Regions from separate parts of the Mus musculus genome. Here region 2 is linked to region 1. Evidence: chromatin contacts called from public Hi-C data. All regions are on one chromosome and are shown on one strand. Each heading gives the region's core, a stretch centred on a gene start, on an enhancer-like site or on the middle of the called end of the contact. The rest is flanking DNA. Distances are from core to core; before and after follow the strand shown.

Evidence for each region. A called contact is a pair of places that touch in the nucleus more often than the background predicts.
Region 2: a contact with region 1 is called in a Hi-C map of LSK cells, with 2.8 times the contacts expected there. The contact joins the promoter of Steap3 here to the promoter of Tmem185b in region 1. A contact is called at or near these places in 4 of 484 Hi-C or Micro-C datasets (the G1E-ER4 cell line, LSK cells and pre-pro-B cells) and 2 of 115 datasets of contacts at active chromatin or transcription factors (bone marrow-derived macrophages and pro-B cells).

Annotation. Positions count from the first base shown.
Region 1 is chr1:119,523,926-119,528,613 of GRCm38.p6, forward strand. Tmem185b (transmembrane protein 185B) reads left to right here and starts at 2,229. Exons shown (of 1, transcript NM_146103.2): 1 at 2,229-4,688. The coding sequence starts at 2,586. The coding sequence ends at 3,638.
Region 2 is chr1:120,256,816-120,261,503 of GRCm38.p6, forward strand. Steap3 (STEAP family member 3) reads right to left here and starts at 2,063. Exons shown (of 5, transcript NM_001379355.1): 1 at 1,946-2,063. The coding sequence starts at 1,967.

The DNA.
Region 1 (4,688 bases), core at 979-3,478:
AGGCTTGAGCCAAAGGCTGGAAATGTGGCCAGGTGTCACCTGGAGTGGGGGTTGGGAAGAAGGCTCCATGCTGAAAGAATTTGTCCAGTGGAGTTTGAGGACCTGAGGGCAAATCCCAAGCAGTCACATCTGAAGCGGCTTCCGGTAAGTCCCGTGCTGGAGGACAGGGTGGGGGGACGTGGACGCTGGAGCTTGTTGGCCAACCTATGTCCAGGCCAGGAGAGATTTTGTTTCAAGGGACTAAGGTGAAGATTGGCAGATCAGGACTCCTGACACTCTCTGTCCCCTATAAACACACATCCTCTCCCCCAACACAAGGGGTCAGCAGGGGACTAGGTGAGTTCAGGAGAAACTCAGGTTAGACCGAGGGCTGAGACTGAGGCTGCCCAACACGGGTGGTGAGAGGAGGACACTATGTCAGGCCACATCTCAGGGGCTCCCCAAACTTTACAATACACTACTTCCTGTTCTCTGGGCTCAGTCTCCCAAAGCCACGCACCCTCAGAATAGGGAGGCCCATGTTGGTGGCCAGGGGTGCTACACCCCACACACTCCAGCACAGGAGCTATTTTAACATTCAGTTTGTATGCTAGCTTCAGGGTAGCTGTGCTGGGAAGAACGGCTCAGTGGATGAAGTACTTATCTAGCTGCCCCGCAGTCTGAGGAGCAGTTTGGTCTTCAACTTTGGTACAGAATCCATACAAAGCTAGACAGGCATGATAGCTCTCTACAATCCAGTCCTTCGGAAGCAGAGAAGAGATCCCCTGGGCAAACTGGTTGACACCTGATGTGAATTTCAAGCCTCTATGTGCATCTGCACACACACACACACACACACACACACACACACTTGAATGTGCAAACACATGCACACCACACACACACAAAGACCCTTTTCTACGGCAGCATTCTTTTTAAACGGTAGGAGCACCAAAAAAGCCAAGAAACTAAACTGATGCCCAGTAGGGGCCATCACTCCAATCGGCTCTGTAGAAACAGAGGGCCTGGACACTGGTTCACCTGTTGCAATTTCTGGGCTTGGGGGGCACTCTGCCGTCTGGCACTAATCTCCAGCAACCCTTATGCAACTCCTTGGTGCCCATCATGAATGAGGAAAGCCTGGGGCTTAGCAGCTGTCCCCACTTTTCTCTGGAAGGGCTGAAAGAAGAGGCAGTAGCGTCCGTGAAGGTTCTCTGCTTCCCCCTGGGAGCCCTATACTCCAACTGCAGAGATTGGCAGCCATCCATTTCCACCCCCTCATTTTCCTCTAATGGCCTAAGACTTTCATGCATTTTTATCCCACTTCAGGGAACCTGAAGGGCGAGGCCCCGGGGCTGAAAAGCAAGGACTAGCAACCAGGGCTCTGCTGAGCAAGGGTCAGAGAAGGGAGGAAAGAACCCTTTAGTTCTGCCCAGCAGGTCAGAAAAAAATAGTATCTAAACCACAAACCCATTGCAGCTTATCAGAGAGGGGGTGGGTTGGGATGGATTTGCTTCCCTTTTCAGCCGGTGGCTGGCAGGGTCTGGGGTACAACCAAAATTTCTTGACCCTTGCACCTTTTCCTAACATAGTTCTAAAAGAATCAGACTCATGCAGTGTCTGATAAATGAAAATGAGACTCAAGGTTGGGAGCCCTAAATCCAAGCCCTAATTCTGCCGCTAACCAGGCCTTCTCTGGGTCCAGTTTCTTCACTTGCTCCCTCAGGGAGCTGTTTCTGGCCTGGTGGGGCACCCTCCCAGGTACCCCTCCACCAGGTGACAAAGGGCAGAAGAGTATTGGTAAGCACCTAGGCGCTCCGCACCACCTTTTAGGGGCAGCCTGAGAATCGCTAGTGGCTCTGTGGAGTTTTGCCCTGGGCAGAGCCCTAACCCGTTGACTGCCTGCACCCCCCCCCCCCCCCGGCCTTCGCGCCGAACCCAGGGTCAAAGCCACTGCTCCTCGCGCGTCCTTCCATCCGTGCTGGGCAGTCACAGTTACCGGCGCGCTCTCAGACTCCCTTCGCTCGCCCGCCACCCGCCTTTGCCCGTGCACCCCCAGGCTCCGGGGCCAGACAACGCGCTGCTCTTGCCCTCCCCACTCGGAAAGACCCCAAACCCCTGCGGGGACCGGCTCGCCCTGCCCTCCGCCCAGCTCTGCTCCCACCGCTCTCCGACCCCGCCCCGTCCCGGGCCCCGCCCCCGAGCCTGCCGGGAGGATGTGAGCTCACTCCCTCCTCCATGTTCCGGCCTCCTCCAGGAAGCGTCCTCCGAAGGTCTCGGCCAGCTCACAGGCAGCGGGTCTGCGGGTCGCCGAGTCCGCAGCGCGCCAGGTCCCATCCGACTCCGCACGCAACGCGGCGTCGGCCTCGTGGCTGCGAAATGAAGGCAGACGGCGTGAGCATCCACTGAAGCCTGAGCTACGGGGTTGGGGCAGTGTCCCCGGCGTAGGCACCGTACCGTTCGCGGCCAGCGCACGCTGTGCCCTCGGCTCGCTTCCGGCCGGGCCACGTGACTGCTCGCACGTGTTCCGGCCCCTCGGAGCTGCGGTCTGGAGCCTCTAACACGCAGCGGGCGGATGCCCATCTAGAGGCAGTACAGCCTTCGCCATGAACCCCAGGGGCCTGTTCCAGGACTTCAACCCCAGTAAGTTCCTCATTTATGCCTGCTTGCTACTCTTCTCCGTGCTGCTGCCCCTGCGCCTGGACGGCATCATCCAGTGGAGCTACTGGGCAGTCTTCGCCCCCATCTGGCTGTGGAAGCTCCTGGTCATCGTGGGCGCCTCGGTGGGTGCGGGCGTGTGGGCCCGCAACCCACGCTACCGTACAGAGGGGGAAGCCTGCGTGGAATTCAAAGCCATGCTTATCGCCGTGGGCATCCACCTGCTACTACTCATGTTTGAGATACTAGTCTGCGACAGGGTGGAGAGGGGCACCCACTTTTGGCTGCTGGTCTTCATGCCACTCTTCTTCGTTTCCCCTGTGTCCGTGGCCGCCTGTGTCTGGGGCTTCCGACACGACAGGTCTTTGGAACTGGAGATCCTGTGCTCTGTCAACATCCTGCAGTTCATCTTCATCGCCCTGAGGCTGGACAGGATTATCCACTGGCCGTGGCTAGTGGTGTTCGTGCCCCTGTGGATCCTCATGTCATTCCTCTGCCTGGTAGTTCTCTATTACATCGTGTGGTCCCTCCTATTCCTGCGGTCCCTGGATGTGGTTGCAGAGCAGCGAAGAACACATGTGACCATGGCCATCAGCTGGATCACCATTGTCGTGCCCCTGCTCATTTTTGAGGTCCTGCTAGTTCACAGACTGGATGACCACAATACGTTCTCTTACATTTCCATTTTCATCCCGCTTTGGCTCTCATTACTGACTTTGATGGCTACAACGTTCAGGCGGAAAGGGGGCAATCATTGGTGGTTTGGGATTCGCAGGGATTTCTGTCAGTTTCTACTAGAAGTTTTTCCGTTTTTAAGAGAATATGGAAATATCTCTTACGATCTCCATCACGAAGACAGTGAAGATGCTGAAGACGCATCGGTGTCAGAAGCTCCGAAAATTGCTCCAATGTTTGGAAAGAAGGCGCGGGTAGTTATAACACAGAGCCCTGGGAAATATGTGCCTCCACCTCCCAAGTTAAACATTGATATGCCAGACTAAACTCACAGGCTGGGCCTTTCAGTGAAATAAGAACCATATACCCTTGAATTCCACTTTGCTTTTTTCTTGTGTTCATCCAGTCCTGGAATTGGAAACAGGTCCCCCTCATTTTACATCCACACTGAGACAGAAGTCTCTTGCAGTGGTCATTGTGTGCCGTAGGCAGAAGGGGGAAACTGTAGGACTGTGGGATGTGTACATAATGTGCAAGAGAACTTGCTTTCCAGGCCCACATCTTGTGAGCTAGCCAAAGGTGGTAAATCGAATTGTTTCTAGGCCTTCAAAAGACCTGAAAACTACATAGCTGTTTGTTTTAAAGTGCTACTTATGCCTACCAAAAGTATTGTTTAAAAAGTATTTTTATACACTGCTAGTCTAAAATTGTATTTTAGATTGCACCCATTGTGACAAAATGGCAAATGTACCAAATTGTCCCCTCCCACTGTTCCCTAAACCTCATTGTTGGTGTTTCTAGTGCTCCTACTGTTCAAATAGTTGTTTTCTGTGGGCTTTGCGGACACAGGTCTCTAGTATTCTAATAGATGAATTTTCTAATGGAGTGAATCTGCATATATTAGTATTTATATGAATGTTTTAGCAGTGTTATCTGTGTTGATTGTAGTTCTTGGCAGTAATGTATTGTGTTAAAGTATTTTTTTTTAAGTTTCTGTGTGAAGATATGTATTTATTACAACTATCCTTAAAGACTGAATGAGATGCTAATATGTCCCTGACCCAGAATCCTGTCCGAGTCTTGGGATGAAGGTTTGGTGTGGTAGATAACAAGAGTTCTACACATTTTTAAAGTTTGTGATCGTGTCCCCAGAGAAAAGGGACAGCAGCACTCAGAGAATATTTGACATGCTCCAATACGGCCCCAGGCCATGAACACTGTCAGTTAACACCCTGGCTTCTTCCTCATGGATATTAGCATCTCTTGAGGAACAACCAAAATATGCCACACACAGTTTGGCCATTTCTAAGGTCTGTCATAATGTAAAGCATTTCTGTTGGAAGGCTGAGCGTGACCAACAGGGAGAGGTATTAGAA
Region 2 (4,688 bases), core at 813-3,312, 730 kb after region 1:
ACGCCTTCTCCCTCTTTCTGACACATGACTTCCCTAAGTAGTAATCCAAGGTTTCCTTGGGGGCATAAGGCTACTGAGGGAGGCAGCCAGCATGTCTCTCTGTAAGTGTCTGGTCCCTGAACAACCCAAATCCTCAGGGTCGAATGAGAAGAGATTAGAAGACAAGGGCAGATCTCACTGTGCAGCAATACATGACTTTGGATGTGTGTTGGGATATGACCTACAGAGGATGCTTCTACTTTATGCATCATAAACTAAGGCCCAGACAGGCAAAGGGAGCACCTCTCGGTCCCAGAGCTGGCTCTGCCTTAATCTAGTCTCAGCATCCAACTGACATCTTGGGTGGCAAGGGCAGAGGCTCTGTATGTGGGTGCTACAGATGTCACCTGGCCAGCACCAGGTTCTAGATTTAAGTCTGTTTCCTTCCTGTGTCCTTTATCTTCTCTCTGAGCTGTTGGGAACAATTTCCCAGTCCCTCTTCTTGCTGTTCCTTTAGAGTGTGGCTGTCCTCCATCCTGGGTCTTAAGTAGGCGTTCACTTAGACCCAGGCCTTTGTTCCTTCCTAGGCTCAGAGACCACAGTCTCTTTCCTTGCCCAACCCGTGTCTACCTCCCAAGGTGAGGTGAGAGAAAAGAGGCTACCAGTCTGAAATTAGCATGTAAAATGTAGTGGCAGATCTGGAGATGGAGGCTGATTGGTAGAGAGCTTATGGAGTATACAGGAAGCCCTGAGTTATATCCCTAGAACCATACAAACATCGTGGTAGTGTGTATTTGTCATTTCCATATTTGGGCGGTAGAGGCAGGAGAATGAGAAGTTCCAAATTGTCCTTAGTTACATGATGAGGTTGAGACCAGCTTGGGCTACAGCAGGCTCTGCCCCAAACAAAATAAAAGCTAATGACATCAAACATGTCCTAAGTGGCACACTTCTGTTTTCTCTGTGGGCATCTCCCCTATCAGATGGACTCTTACAAACATTTTGCTGTTACGTTTCTTGCAATACTACCTGGGATTGTTATTTAGACATCATAAAAATCATTATTTTTTTTTAAAAGGATGGCAGTTTTGTGCCTGCCGAAGAGGAAACAAAGTCCATGCACATAAGCCAGGCCTCCCCCCACACACACTCACTCACACACACACACACACACACACACACACACACACACACACTCACTCTCTCTCACACACACACCCACAGACACACTCACACACACACACACTCACACACACACTCACACACACACACAGAGACACACACACACTCACAGACACACACACACACACTCACACACACACACTCTCACACACACAGACACACACACACACAGACACACTCACACATACACACACACAGACACACACACTCATGCACACAAGTTTGATCTGTTAGAAAACAGCATTTTCTCTCCACATCACTTTGCAGAATAAAAGCAAATGAATAATTGATAGAGCTTTTACAAACATCTAGCTTTTCAAATCCTTCTAGAAAAATCCAGTTCGATTACTCGCAGCCGGCAGTTCTGTGTAAAATTTATAATTCCCGACGGGCCCACATTCCTCAGAAATACATCATGAACATTAATTTTTTTTTAAAGCAACACACACTAAAACCCACGAAGCCGCTGCTTTCTCTGTGTGTGCAAACCAGAGCCCTGCACTCTGAAGAGGCTCTTGTGTTTACTGCCTGAACGCCCTCCCTGAGAAGGTGGCCCTGAAATACACACAGCAGACAATCAATCTCCTGCTTTATTTTGACAAGATCTTATTCTACTGTGCTCCTTGCTGCCAGGCTGAGGCTGTGCAACTCTCAGGGAAACACTGCTCTCTCTGGGCTCTGGTAAAATCTGCAGACCTTCAAAGAACAGCACTCTCAAGTGGACCAGAGGATGGCGTACTAGTAAGTGAATCTGGTAGCTGCCCTGGAGCCCCAACAGACTTACCAGCAACAGGTGACTGCGCCATCTGGCCTCAGGGGAGGTCTGAAGTTTTAGAATGCCCAGACAACCCCGCTGCAAGTCGCCTCTTCTGACTAAAGTCTCCACCTTCGGCAGTCTGACTGGGGTTTTTCAGAATTGGGACGGCCACGGGCCCTTCTAGGGCGTGGGTAACTGGGACACCTCCCCTCTCAGTTTGCCCACCTACAGCTGGCCACAGGGACTGGCCCCTGGAGAGGTGGCTGATGTTCGGTTAGAGAGTGCCCTGAGAGAGCAATTCTGCGGGAGACTTCCTGTTTGGGGAGGAAACCTCACTGAAGTAATTAGTGGCTCAGACTGCAGAGTCTTTGGTACAGGAATTGAGGCAGGATGGCAAGCTGAAGCCAGGATGCATAAAATGAATAAATGTCATGGAGAGGTTGGGCAGAGACACTGAGACCCTTGGAGGTACAAAGCCAGCATTATGGTAACAGAAAGTAGCGAATGATCAATTTCTAGGAGGGTAATTCATTGCAATCACCATGGCTGTTACAGGCTTCTCGAGAATTCTCTCAGCAGTTTGTGCTGATAGGGGGATCTTCTTTGTCACCACATGCCAGACAGTGCCTATAGCAGAAGATGATGGACAGACCGCTCTATTATCATTTCACTGGAAATGGTAGATAAGGGCACACGCCCACTCGCTGCTGGCTGCTGACTGCTGGGTTCCAAGGCTTTGAGGGCAGCCCAGAGTTCAGGAACGGTGCTGTCTGGGCTTGTGTATGGGCATATCTGACTGTCTTCAGCGTGTCAGAACTAGCAAACTTGCAGCCCAGTGAAGTCTGTTGCTAAGCACACACGTCCCAGTCTGTGGCTTTATAAGGACCAGCAACTAGAGCAGGTCCATATTGCTCTGACTGGCAGTCCTCTTATGTCTGTCCCTAACAGTAAAGCCTCTTGGGGGTAGGGCTAGATTCTGGAATCACATGGAGTCCAGTGCAGGCCAATACAGAGACTGGTTTTGTTTTCTCTTTCTTCATGCCCTGACCTGTGACTCTCTTGCTCTTGGCCTGCTCTTTCCATCTGAGTTTGAATATACTCCTGACCCACCCAAATCCCACTTCCTTGGAAATACAATTCCCTGTTGTCGGCATCTATCAGCTCCTGTAGTCCTGGACAACATTTACCCACTCTGAATCAACAAGTAAGGCTAGGTTAGCAGTTGGTTGCCCTAAATATGAACTTGAGTTTAACCGCATGCTAACAGTGTGACCTTGGGAAGGCTTCTTTCCTACTCTGAGGGTCTCACTTAGACCAGGTTGGTCTTAAAGAAAGACCTTGAACCCTTGATCCTTCAGCCCCTGCCTCCCCAGTACTTGGGATTACAGGGATACTCTACTATGTCCAGTTTATGTGGGTCTTTGGTTGGAGCCCAGGACTTCATACATAATAAGCAAGACTTTGGACTTTGCCTACATCCCCAGTGTTCCCTATTTTGACCATTAAGTAAAACAGTGACTATGGAAGCCCTTAAAGACACAGGTTACTCAGTGTTTGCCTGTTGTCTGAATCTGCTCTCTGTTGCTGGGGTACCATGTGATCCCTGGACAGTATCAGCTGAGGATAGAAACCTGTGCATCACCCCTAGTCCCTCATTCTGAGCTGTGCTCCCTTGATGCTGGAAGATGCCTGCGGAGGCAGTGGGGTTCAAGGAGGACTCTCCATCACCAGTGAGCCCCAGAGTCACCCAAAGCTCTGAGCAGCAGGATTTGGGACAGAATTCCTGACTCAGTACAGGAGCCCTTTAGCCTACTGTGTCCCAGACAAGGTTGCTGGGTGATCTCCAGGTCCCCTTAGAGTAGCAGTTCTGAGAGGAAGGGACACTTCCCCAGGAAAAGACACCTGCTGGGTGAAGTGGAAAGGAGCTAACATACTCTCTCTGTAGTTCCTTAGGGTTCTACCTGCTCCCATTGGGGCTTTGCTCGGGGAAAACAGAGGTGCATTAAGGTGTCCATCTCTAGCCACAGAGCCTGGATCTCTAGGAGTAAGGCTTTCCAGAATACCACCCCCAGCCCAATCAAAACTCTTGATGTCTGGGCTCCAGTTGCTTCCTCCCCTTCTAGCTCTGACCAGTCAGGAGCCATCCCTCTAAGGACCATCCGAGGGACTCATGTCATCTTTTACATTGGCTCAGTCTTCGTGGGGGCACTGGTTTGCTGGACACAACCACTGCTTCCAGTTTGCTTCTGACCCTTGCACAGGCAAGGCTGGTCACCCAGACAACCGAGCACTGGCTCCTTGTCATATCCCACACTGTTCAGGTCAACTCCACCAGGAGGGTCTGGGTCACAGCCACCTAGAACAAGTTTGCCCTCAGAGACATCCAACCTCACTGTTGGGGTTCTGCCTCCTCCATAAGCCTGCCGGGAAGAATGACAAACCTCCACCCCACAGGTAACAGGCGTCTATAGTATGGGGAGGTGGTCACTGTGGAAGGCCTGCTCACCAGCCTCAAGAAGGCTTTGCTCTCTTCACAAGTGCTGGGATAACCCACTCCACCCTTCACTGATCTCATACTCCTCCACATCCATGCCATTGGCTAGTGTGATGCTCTTGGGACTGTCTCCTTGTTTGGACAAGCTTAATCTCCTAAACTGAGAACTAAAGAGGTACAAAACAAGCAATCAGAGCTGGAGAGCAGTTCAGTGTAAGAGCGCTTGCCCAGAATGCTCTAACCCTGTGTTTAGTTCCCAGCATGGAAATTAATGTA